Linked DNA regions of Gossypium hirsutum: region 1 is linked to region 2. A link is a contact called in public Hi-C data. All regions are on one chromosome and are shown on one strand. Each heading gives the region's core, a stretch centred on a gene start, on an enhancer-like site or on the middle of the called end of the contact. The rest is flanking DNA. Distances are from core to core; before and after follow the strand shown. Region 1 holds the start of LOC107910442. Region 2 holds the start of LOC121220348.

Region 1 (5,637 bases), core at 1,609-4,108, 370 kb after region 2:
TGATTCGTTATTGGAGCAGATAGCAACAACCATTTCATCCGACATGCGTATTTTTAATTTTCCAATGGATTTACATCTTTCATTAATGGAAATTTTTTGATGTAGTGAGTAATAGCTCTGGTTGTTCGTTGTTCAAGAATTATTGTTTAAGTAGTTCATACCACCCATACGTAGTGTTTTGATCTAAGATTTCAATTCTTCAATGTTTTAGCAGTAGCATATTGTTTCATGGAGTTAAGGTCCAAGATATGGAAGAAACAGGTGTTTCCACAACTATACCACCCAGTCAATTATGTTCCACTTAATCCCCATTTCATGACCACACTTTCCGACTAAGTAATGGGAAACCTTTCGAGTATTTTTTTGTCCTTCTTAAATGGTGGTGTTTGTCTATTTATATGGATACTGTTCATTGATATGATATATTATGTAGGTTCCATGCATATCAATATATATCCTACTCTAGACTTAACATGTGGCTATGCAGTTTCCCACGCGATCTCATGTGTGATTTCGCAGGAGAACATAGGTACCCATCCTGCGAGCTCGATCTGCGAACTCAATCGATATGCGAGCTCGAGGAAATTGACCCATCCAACCCAAACCTATTTGGGTCTTGGGTAGATGATAACAAGTATCATAACAAGTGCAATAAAAAAGTAGTTTTTATTTTATATAGAAATTGACAAAAATATTTAGCTCCAATATCTTAAAAAAAAAAGAGATAAATATAGTATAAAACTAACATGATTACTAAGTAAGAATTCATGGCAATCATGTGCATAAAGGCTATACAAACTAACAGGTAAACGTCTAAAAGCAACCTCCTCTTCTCTTTATAAAAAATACATCGCACTTCACATATAAAATTAATTGTTGATAGAGTATTAATTAAGTTGCTATTATTATTATTATTATTATTATTAATTTACAACTATTATTACTTTGAATAGAAACATGTGACTATTATAATTAGCAAAATTATTATTTTTATATATTACTCTTATGTACTTTCAGTGAAAAATTAATTATTATAAATATATATGTTTAAAATAAAAATATGAAAAAAAAATTATAATTGTGTTGAGGGGTTGCTTTATTTAGAAAAAATTTTCGAAGTGTCATTTGTCGAACAACTTATCAAACCCTTAACAATAGAAGATATTATTCTCCGATAAAAAGTTGTCTTTCATACTTTATTGAGAGCCAATATGCCTTAAGAGGCTACTTGAAGATGTTTGATTCATAGAGTTGGGAGCGCTTTGTTGGTGGTGATATGAATATAAAACCCTCATTGGAGGACAATACCCTTCATTGTTGGAAATTTATTTAATTATCTGACAAACAACACTTTAAAATTTTTTCTCGAACGACTTGATCCCGACAAGTATAAATTAGTAAGTTTTATATTTAAAGAATATTACTAGTTAAAAGGAAGGTGGGTGATGATGATAAAGAGGTTGATTAGTTTTTTATTAGAAATAAATTATTTATTGGAAAGTTATGTTTTAAAAGTTTAAATAATATATGTATTTTTTAAATTTAATAATTTTACTTTGTCAATCAGGCTGATGTCATTTACCTTATAAAACCACACTTAATCAAGATGTTTCTTTTTTTTAGGGTAACTTTAATTAGAGATTAAATTATGGTTAAAAACGAATTAATCGATGAAATTGATCTAATTCGGTTAATCGGCCGATTAATCGATTTAACTCGGTTAGAGGTTTGTTAATAAATTTTTTTGATGTTTAATTATAGATTAATTCTGTTCAAAATCGGGTAATTAACCGAATTAACCGAACTTAATAATTAATAATACAAATTAAATGTAATTTTAATCTAGCTAATTCGGTCAAATTAACATTTCCAATTTATTTCTTTTATGTGTTTTATACTTGTTTTGACAGATAAAAGATAAAAAAACATATAAATTTTAATTCAATTAATTTAAAAAAAATATTTTAATTCAATTTACTGTTAAAAATTTAAAAATTCGACTAATATTAATTTAATTCGAATTCGATTAACGGTTTTATCATCCCTAACATTAATCAATATCTTTACTAAGGGTTTTATATATAAACCCAATTTGAATCCTATTTTCAATAAAATTTTCCTCATAAAAACGAATAAACCTACGAATACAACCCAAAATAAAATAAAATAAATAAAACCTTGGTAAGGGACTAGACCTGTCCATGGGCCGGGCCGGGTTTGGGCTGGGCCCACAAAAAATTTCAGCCCGTTTACTAGGCTCGGTCCTGGCCCGACCCGAAATATGGGCCTAAGATTTTGCTCAAGCCCGGCCCAGAGAAAAAATATGGGGCCTGAGCCCGGCCCGGCCTGGCCCGTTTTTAATTAAAATTAAAATTATTTTTTAATAAAATTAAAACTAATTGTTATTAAAATTAATTGTTAGTAAAATTATCAAATTATTAATTGTTAATAGTATTAATTGTTGTAATAAAATCTAACATTTGATTAGTAAATTTATCAAATTATTAATTGTATTAATTGTATTAATTGTTGTAATAAAATCTAACATTTGATTAATAAATTTATCAAATTATTAATTGTATTAATTGTTGTAACAAAATCTAATATTTGATTAGTAAAACAAACTTGATGTTTTATTATTATTATTTTGTAACACTAGTCAAGGAAATGAAAGTAAATAAACTTAAAATAAAAAATTATTATATTTTAAAAATAAAAAATATATATTTAATATTTTTTGGGCCGAGCCCGGGCCAAAAAATCTTGTCCGAGGCCCGGCCCATTTTTTAAACGGGCTTAAATTTTTTCCAAAACTTATATTTCGGGCCTATATTTTTACGTAAACTCTCCTATATTTTAGGCGAGCCGTCGGGTCAGGCCGGGCCGCCCGGCCATGGACAGCCTGTGCTAGCTTTTCACCATGAGAAAACACTGGAACCCCATTGTCCTAATACACCGAACAAACACACGACCTCCGCTTCCCTTCCCCTGCCCCGACTTCAATCAATCATTTCACCCATCAACTTGAATTTTAATAAAACATCTCGACCATATGAATCAAGACATTACAGTTCCTCCTCCATCTAACTCTGTCCACAAGCCTAAGCTAAGGCCAACCCTTAACTCTTACTTCAACAAACCCACCCTTTTCAAAGCTTTCTTTTTCTGCTTCCTTCCCTTTCTCATTTCCCTCTTTCTCATTGCTTACCTCAATCAAAGTGGCAAGAATTCTGAAATGGTAGGTTGAAATTTGGATTCTTTTTCTTGTTTCAGACTTTGGGTCTTGGTTATCTTTCAATTTACTGTATTCTAACCTTCTCTGTTTTGGGTGAAAGGTGTTGTTGGCAGGATTTTGTAATGGCTCTGATATTGCTAATGTGGATTCTAGTGAAAGCAAATCTGTTCCTTTTCAAGAAACGAGAACGGGTCATGCTTGTTCAACAATGGGGGAGCCTTGCATTTCTTGTACCACCTTCAACATCCTAGCTCCTATTTACAAGCGATTGGACCAGCAGGTGATTTCTTCTTTCTTTTCCCTTTTAATATCGCTGCACCTTTGTAAATTTTGCTCCTTTCATTGATTTGTTTTTCTCATGGAACAGAACCAGAGCGTACGAGAGAGTGATTTTAGAGCATTTTGGTTAGCTAGAAATAAGAAGATTGTAAATTGGTTGCTTTACGAAAGGTCTTCCATTATCTGTCTCCAGGTGGGTTTCTTTTCCCTTTTTCTTCTATTGGTTTCCCTCTCTCATTCTTTCATTGGTTTTGACTTTCATAACATGTATTAATAAAGAGTTGACACTTTCCTTCCGCGAAGAGCCTTAATTTCAACTCTGATAACATAAGCTTTCACTAATTAGGTAATTGTTTCGTTCAATGATTAGGAATTTTGGGTTGGAAATGAAGAACTGGTGCATATGTATGAAGAAAGCCTCGGTGCTGCAGGCTATGATACCTTCAAGCTTGCAAGAACCAACAACAGAGGAGATGGTACACAACGCACCTTTTACTTATTTATTCTCATACTAGAGGCCGGTTTTAAGACTTTGTTTGTAACTTAGATAGATATGTTATGTGTTGCTGTCCGCCCGAGTAAGTAAATTAAGCTTAAATCAAGTCAAAATCATTTGACAATTAGAGAGTTTGAGCCCTAATTTTGTAGTATTAGCTATAGTTTGATGCAGCTGGGTGTTCTTTAGTTTGGAAGTTCATTTCTAGTTTTCCACTTTCAGTATGCAAATCTCCATTCCAATCGGCTCCTATAGAATAAGGTAAGCAGAAGAATGACCATTTTCTCACCTTTGGGGGTATAACTCCTTCCATTATGGTTCACATATTTTCCCTTCTGCTCTATGGTTTCAGTTGCCACCAATATGGGAAAAGGATGGTCAAACTCGTATCTTTTAGGCTGTTCACAGTCCTTATTACGTGTGTAGATCATCCTGCAAGATTTAAATTCAATCACTTAAGTTCTTGATTTTTTTTTTTTTGTTATGGTTCTATTTGATTCTTAACTCCTTTTTAGTCTCAGGCTTGAGAACTTTTGTTTATACTACTTCAACAGGTTTGTTGACTGCTATACACAAGGAGTACTTCAAGGTTTTAAACCGTAGAGAGTTGTTCTTCAATGACTTTGGAGACCGTGTTGCGCAATTGTTGCATGTTCAATCAGTTGCACCCTTCTCAATAAATCAGAATGAGAGTGTTCAACAGGAAATTATCATTGTAAACACCCACCTTTTATTTCCTCATGATTCCAGTTTATCCATTGTGAGACTGCACCAGGTAGATGTTATCGTCTTCTGAAATACGTCAGTGCGCCACACCACTTTCTTTTTGCATTCTTTTTTATGTTACCGACTTAACTTATCTCTAGCTTTGATATTCTTCTTAGGTTTACCAAATACTACAATATCTGGAAACATATCAGAGAGAAAACAAACTCAGCCAGATGCCAGTCATACTCTGCGGGTAAGTTACATCTTTGGTTTTATGGCTTTGATGATCTCCTCAGTAAAAGGCATTCTAACTTGTTTTGTTTTTCTTTGTCTCTCTCTTTTTTGTCTTAATGCTATAAATTCACAGCGACTGGAATGGAAGCAAGCGTGGACATGTCTACAAGTTCCTCAGGTCTCAGGGATTTGTTTCATCTTATGATATTGCACATGAATACACAGACAGCGATGCAGATGCTCACAAGGTTAGTATATTCAATTTCAGATTCTATTTCTGCATCTCTCCATCAGTATACCACTAACTTTTTGGAGTCTGCAATGCTTACTGACAAAAAATGTTGGCTTTACTCCTCGTATATCCCACAGTGGGTTAGCCATCGAAACCATAGGGGAAACATCTGTGGTGTCGATTTCATATGGCTTCGTAATCCTCATAACTCACAAAAACTGTTGAAGATAAGTTGGGCCGAAGCAGCTTTTGGCATAATAAAGGTTAGTTCTGCATTTTTCATTTTAAGCTGTTAATTTATTGTTCCAAATTCTGCATTTCTAACTCAAATTATAGCTTAGTTCTTACTACAGTAGGCAAATTTATGCTTCCTCTCTCTTTAGAGCGTGGCATCAAACATCTACATTAGGGCAGGCCACATCTGTTACTTGGCTCAGATTCTGATAAACCTTG
Region 2 (6,470 bases), core at 2,326-4,825:
TCCATATCGTCACATAGTGCTTTAGGTAATAAAAAACATGTCATTGTATAAGTCGGAATAGCCTGAAGAACAGCCTTTATGAATACTTCTTTCCCTCCCTGCGATAATAACCTAATGCTCCAGTTATCAATACATTTTTTGAGTTTGTCTTTCAAATTCTGAAAAATTCTTTTTTCTTTCGACCCACCATTATAGGCAATCCTAAATAACATTCTGGTTCATTAGAGCTTCGTACCCCCAAAAGATTGACAACTTGTCTCTTATCCTCCTCCATCGTATTCTTACTAAAAAAAACAATTGATTTTTCAAAATTTACACACTGTCCTGAACATGACTTGTATTCGCATAGAATGTCCTTGAAAAGGTTGGCTCCCCTACTTGTTGCTTCTCTAAACAAAATGCAATCATCAACAAAAAATAAATGGGATATCTGCAGACCATTTCTGCTGATCCTTACTCCTTTTAGAAAACCCTTGGTTGTTGCTAGTCTTAGCAGGCTAGATAGCCCTTCTCCATATAAGAGGAAAAAAATAGGCTAAGTGGATCCCCTTGCCTAAGACCTCTAGCTGGGCAGAATTTTTCTCTAATATGTCCATTGATAATTACTGAATAAGAAATTGAAGTAACACAATGCATAATAGTATTTACCCAACTTTGATCAAACCTTATCTGTAGCATTATCCTGTTTAAGAAGTCCCACTCCACTCTGTCAAATCCTTTACTCATATCAAGTTTAACAGCCATGTACCTTTTTTTCCCCAATCTCTTCTGTTTCAACTTGTGCAATATTTCATAGGCTAATAGCACATTATCTGAAATCAGCCGACCTGGCACAAAGGCACTTTGCGTCTCATCAATACATTTTCCAATAACTTCACTCAATCTATTTGCAATAGCCTTTGCAATGATTTTATAGAGAATATTACATAGGCTAATTGGCCTGAATTGTGACATATTAGATGGATGAGGAATTTTTGGGATAAGTACTATATTTGTAGAATTAATTGAACTTACCTCCCTACCGCCGTTTAATATCTGTAAGCAAAAAGTGGTAACATCATCTTCGATTGTTTGCCAACACTTTTGATAAAAGAGGGCTGGGAAGCCATCTTTTCCTGGTGCCTTTGTTGGTCCCGTGGCAAAAATTGCTTCCATAATTTCCTCTTTGGTATATACTGTTGCCAACTTTCGATTGTCTTCCTCATGAATACACCGTTCAATCCCTTTTAATATGCGATCATACTCCCCCTTCCTTCTGTTGAAAATAGCTTCTTGAAGTAAGACCGTGTTATACCTTCCATGTCTTGCAAGTCCCCCATCTCTCTTCCATATTCGTTTTTTAGCTTACGAATGAGGTTCTTGCTCCTTTTCTGTGACGCTCTATCATGAAAAAAAGATGTGTTCCTATCCCCATATCTTATCCAATCGATTCAGGCCCTTTGTTCCCAGTAGCATTCTTTTTTTTCAAGCTCAATTTAAATTGATTTTCGTATCAATCAATTCTTCCAAAGTCTTATCGTCTCTTTCTTCCTCAGCCAGCTCCTTTAGTTTCCTTATGAGAACCTGTTTTGTCTTCTTTCTTTCATTTTGGATTTGCTCAACCCACCTTTGTAATCCTTTTTTCAAAAAAATTCAGTTTCTGTACTAGCTCTCCTAATGCGTTCTCCTACAAACTCTTAAATTCATTGTCAAAAGACTCTTCCAAGGACCACCAAGCTTCAAATTTAAAATTGTAGCTCCTTCTTTCTTCATGCCTCCTTGTGTTAATAAGAAGTGGACAATGATCTGAAAATGAGTGCGTTAAATGCTGAACTCTTACCTCTTAAAACATATTAATCCATTCCTTGTTTGCAATTCCTCTATCTAATCTTTCTTGTATGTTGGTCTCCAGTAAGTTTCCTCTTTCCCAAGTAAACCAGCTGCCTTCATAGCCCACATCGTACAATTGACATTCCTCGAGTATTCTTCGAAACAATTCCATTCTCCTCTTATCTCTAAGCAGTTCTCATTTCTTTTCGGATCCATACATAATTTCATTGAAATCACCAACAACAAACCATGGGAAATCCTTATTAGTAGTCAGGCTTTTTAGAACAGCCCATGATTCATTCCGATCCTGTATATATGGGGATCCATAGAAACCTATAAATCTCCACTTGCATTCTTTTTCATTATCATCAGCGAATACATCAATGTGTCTTTTAGAGAAACTGCTCAGCGTTATATCAACCTCATTCCTCCATGCTAAACACAATCCTCCTCTCATACCTTCTGGATCAACTTCAATACCGTTCGTATAACCACATCTTCTACAAACTCATTCCATCTGCTGTCTTCCTAGTTTTGTCTCCACAAAAAAGACCATTTGGGGATTATGTAACTTCAGCATCTGTCGAAGTCTTTTAACCGTCCGTAGACCCAAACCACGGACGTTCCAGCTTATTATTTTCATTGTGTCCGGTCGGCTTGCCTCTTGGCAGCCGCCGATGATAAAAAGGTTGAATTCCACCATTTTCCTATTTCTTGTACTTGTATTATCCCTTTTTGCATTGCTGAAAAGATCTTCCATCTCCCCCTATTTTGATTTTTCCCCTTCTCCCCTACTAAGGTCTCATCTTCTAAATCATGTTCCATTGCCATATTTATCTTACTCGAACCAAATTTACTCTCTCGCCATTCTACAGACGGCAGCCCTCCTTCAATACTAAACCCCAGAATTGGGTCAATAATCTTTCCCCCTCGTTCTTTTGAACTTCCATCCCTATGTCTTGATTCTTCAGATCAATTCTCCCCCCATCTTCCCTTCCCTTTTCTTTCTTCCTCTTTTCGTAGCCATATACTATTCATTGAAAGGGCTCTTCGAGATTGCGCTCGCAATGATAAATCCCAGCCTAATTCTTCTGTATCTGCCCCTGTCATCATTTTTATCTCACAGAATGAATCATTATGCCCCAATCTTCCACAGTAGAAACAAAAAAGCAATAACCGTTCATACTTAAACTTGACATATGACCTAACCCCAATGCATAAAACCTGTTTCTTCTTTTTCAGAGGCTTCCTAACATCAATCTGTACTCTTACCCTCATATAATTACGATTTTCCTTTCCTAGATTTGAAGTATCATATTCCAGGAAAACACCTAAAAAATTACCCAGTTGGATTGCTAACTTTTTAGAGAATAATCCAATTGGGACATCATGGATTTGAACCCAGAAAGGAGTAAATATTAGCGGCACTTTTAATGGATCTTCGCCTCTCCCCAACTTATTCAATAATAGTAGATGGTTATTAAAAGTCCATGGTAGACCTTTTAGAACCCTTTCCATATCCATATTATGATAAAATTGGAACAAATACCTTTTTTCACCCAGATCTCTAATTTGGACCCCATAAATAGGGTGCCACAAATTTGCCATAGTGGTTTTCATGGCTGGAAAATGAATAACACTTGCTGTTAAGAAACATCCCACAAGCTGGAACTCCCCCACTTCACTTTGATAACTCGGATCTGCTTGAATCTGCAATATTTCTTCTTCCTCCTCATTAATCGATAATTGTGCTAATTCATTCTCCATGGCTGCAGGTTTATTGCCAGAATAACACAAACACCCCTTTTTCAGATTTCAGGAAAAAAGATTAGAAGTGAAGAAGGCAATTAGTAAAACATAAAATAAACGAATTAAAGAAAAACAAAAACGTGCCAGCGGCGGCAGACCTAAGCGTGCTAGGGCAGCAGACTCAGATTGTTAACTTTTTAAGATCAAATTAAGTTGAGTCTTGTTTTTTCTTTTAAATTTTAATAAAGTTAGTTTTATTCCTAATGAAATAAAAATAATAAATTTTAGTTAAAATATTTTTTTCCGTAAACTATTAAGATTTTATATAAAAATATTTTAATTATGTTTTATTAAATGAAAATCAAATTACATTAGTAAATTTTAGGTTTAAAAGTGTAAAAAGCTCTCAAAATTTAAAAAAAAAAAAAGCAATTAAGCTCTTTTTTTTTGCATTCAATTAGGTACTTGAACTTTTAAAATGCATAAAAAAGGCCCTCGGACTTTTTCAAAAAAAAGTAATTAAGCTCCTGCTTTTTTTCACTCAATTAGGTACTTGAACTGTCAAAATGCATCAAAAAAACTCTCAAACTTTAAAAAAAAAAGCAATTAAGCACCTGCTTGTTTTTTTGCACTCAATTGGGTACTTAAACTGCTAAAATGTATTAAAAAAGGCTAGGGGCAGATCTAGGGAGTTGGCAGTTCAAGCACCCAATTGAGTGCAAAAAAAAAGGACTTAATTATTTTTTTATTAAAAGTTTAAGGGTGTTATTTTATTCATTTTGGCAGTTCAAGTATCCAATTGAGTAAAGAAAATGTAAGGGCTTAATTACTTTTTTGAAAAAGTCTGAGGGTTTTTTTTATGCATTTTGAAAGTTTAAGTACCCAATTGAGCGCAAGAAAAAAGGGACCTAATTGTTTTTTTTTTTAAGTTTAAGAACTTTTTACATCCTTAAGTCTAAATGTTATTAAAGATATCATTTAAATTTCGCTAATTAATATTATACTAATATATTATAATTTTTTTAAATATGAAACTTAAAAAATTCAAATATGAGTTGAATCTAAATTTGGTGTAATTACTTTTTTTTTGTATTTACCCTCTTTCCCTACATTTATTGCAACCTCCGGTTCTTTTACTATGTTAGGAATTGCAGATCTGCGGTGTTGTGTGGATGATATATGTAAAAGCCATTTGGATATTGGGATAATCGAGATTTGAGTAAAAAGAGAAGGCCCATCCCATAGTTTAATACTATGAAAAATGCTCAAAAACCCAAGCGAAGCACATAGAAGAAGCCCAAAATCAAAGATGGCATAATGGGGGTGATGTAGTAGGGTCGGAAACCAACTTTCCAGCCTTGAAGCACTGGCCTTAGCTCCACAGTACTTCCACTACATATAAAATCAAATACCTTTGTGAAATTCTTTACCTAACTTTCAAGTTCTGTTGCTGTTGGAAGAAAAAGACAATGCTTTACACTATAATTTGCCCTAGGATAAGCTCTTGTTGGCAAAACATAATGATTGCGATGCGACTCTTTTTTTTAACTTATATTATGGCCCCATTTTCAAGCATCAACTGTCATTGGCTTCCTATCCAAAATACAAAAACCCCTTTGCCATTGGCTACATCAGCCTGACTCAATGCACGCGTATTCTAGGGGTGGGTTACTACCTGTCAATTATTGTAGAGGATGCCTAGGAAATAGATTGGTTTATGTTAGTTTGAATTACTGATCAATAATTAGTACTAGAAAAATAAAATTTTATGAATATACCAATTGGTTATGTAATTTAAATCTTTTTATGTCTGCATATTTTATTCATATTAATTTAATAATACAGGATGTTATTTAATTTCCAACTCAATCATGCTTCACTTTTATGTAATTATTTAAATTCACTCTCTAGCTAAGCCTTTTTTTCCTTTACAAATACAACATATTTTGCACTCAAAACAAGTTTTTTAATCATCAAATTAGTGCTCTCTCTAACTCATCTACGAATCCATGTTTTTTTTAAGCTTCTAAACACGGCTTAGACGTTATGGTTAGATTGAGAAGGCTACATTAGCTACTAAAATGGTTGAGCTAACTTACGTTACTTTTTAAAACTTTAAATAAACTCATTTTAGAGAAAATCGTAGTTGTACTTTGAGTTAGCTTAAAAGCATTCATTCATTAAGTCGTATATGCTTAGGATTCATTTTATTGTTGACAATGTTGTTTCACAAAAACTGTTTGCTTGTCGCTCTTCTTTAAAAAAAATCGAAGTTAAATTAATAAAACAAAAAAATCATTTTTCAAGTCATTTTAGAAAATTAGTTGCTTTATCGATTTGTTTTTCAAAAAAGTTCCTTTGCAATGTAGTGGAAACTAGGGAACAATATCAAATTTTACTTAAGCCCGATATCATGCATTATCCGGTTATTATACTTGAGTAATTCATGCATGCAAAAATCTCGAAAAGAAAAGTTACCAAGACACAGACCAGAAATAATTAAAAATTACAAGCCAAAACCAATAAAGAATTAATAATACTTAATTAGAAAATAATAATCTGAGGCCCAAAATGATTCTCTGAATGCCGAGTCTGATCTTAATTTTGAGGTTTACGTAAAAAGTTGAACACTATTGGGGGGTGAGTTTATGAAAAGCTCAGTGTGAGTTGAACAATTATTTAAACAAACATAAATATCGAATATAGTGAAACATAGCTTTAACAGAAGAAAACAGAACCATCATAGGAATTTCATATCGTTACATAGCCATTATCAAATTATTGTCAAACGGTGTATGAGCATAGGTCATCATTCATTTGAGTAACAATCATTAATTTTGATACCATTCAATACAACAAAATACAATACGTAGCATAAATCAATAACATTCGAATATGTCGTGCACATGATG

The links. A called contact is a pair of places that touch in the nucleus more often than the background predicts.
Region 1: a Hi-C map of leaf shows a contact between it and region 2, with 1.7 times the contacts expected there. The contact joins the promoter of LOC107910442 here to the promoter of LOC121220348 in region 2. A contact is called at or near these places in 2 of 34 Hi-C or Micro-C datasets (both in leaf).

The regions. Positions count from the first base shown.
Region 1 is chrD08:48,014,556-48,020,192 of Gossypium_hirsutum_v2.1, forward strand. LOC107910442 reads left to right here and starts at 2,859. Exons shown (of 11, transcript XM_016838281.2): 1 at 2,859-3,238; 2 at 3,336-3,515; 3 at 3,603-3,707; 4 at 3,885-3,990; 5 at 4,565-4,785; 6 at 4,895-4,971; 7 at 5,086-5,200; 8 at 5,322-5,447. The coding sequence starts at 3,053. It overlaps LOC121219819 (a long non-coding RNA gene), which reads left to right. Exons shown (of 4, transcript XR_005916761.1): 4 at 1-674.
Region 2 is chrD08:47,643,872-47,650,341 of Gossypium_hirsutum_v2.1, forward strand. It overlaps LOC121220348, which reads right to left and starts at 3,576. Exons shown (of 1, transcript XM_041100038.1): 1 at 2,782-3,576. The coding sequence starts at 3,576. The coding sequence ends at 2,782.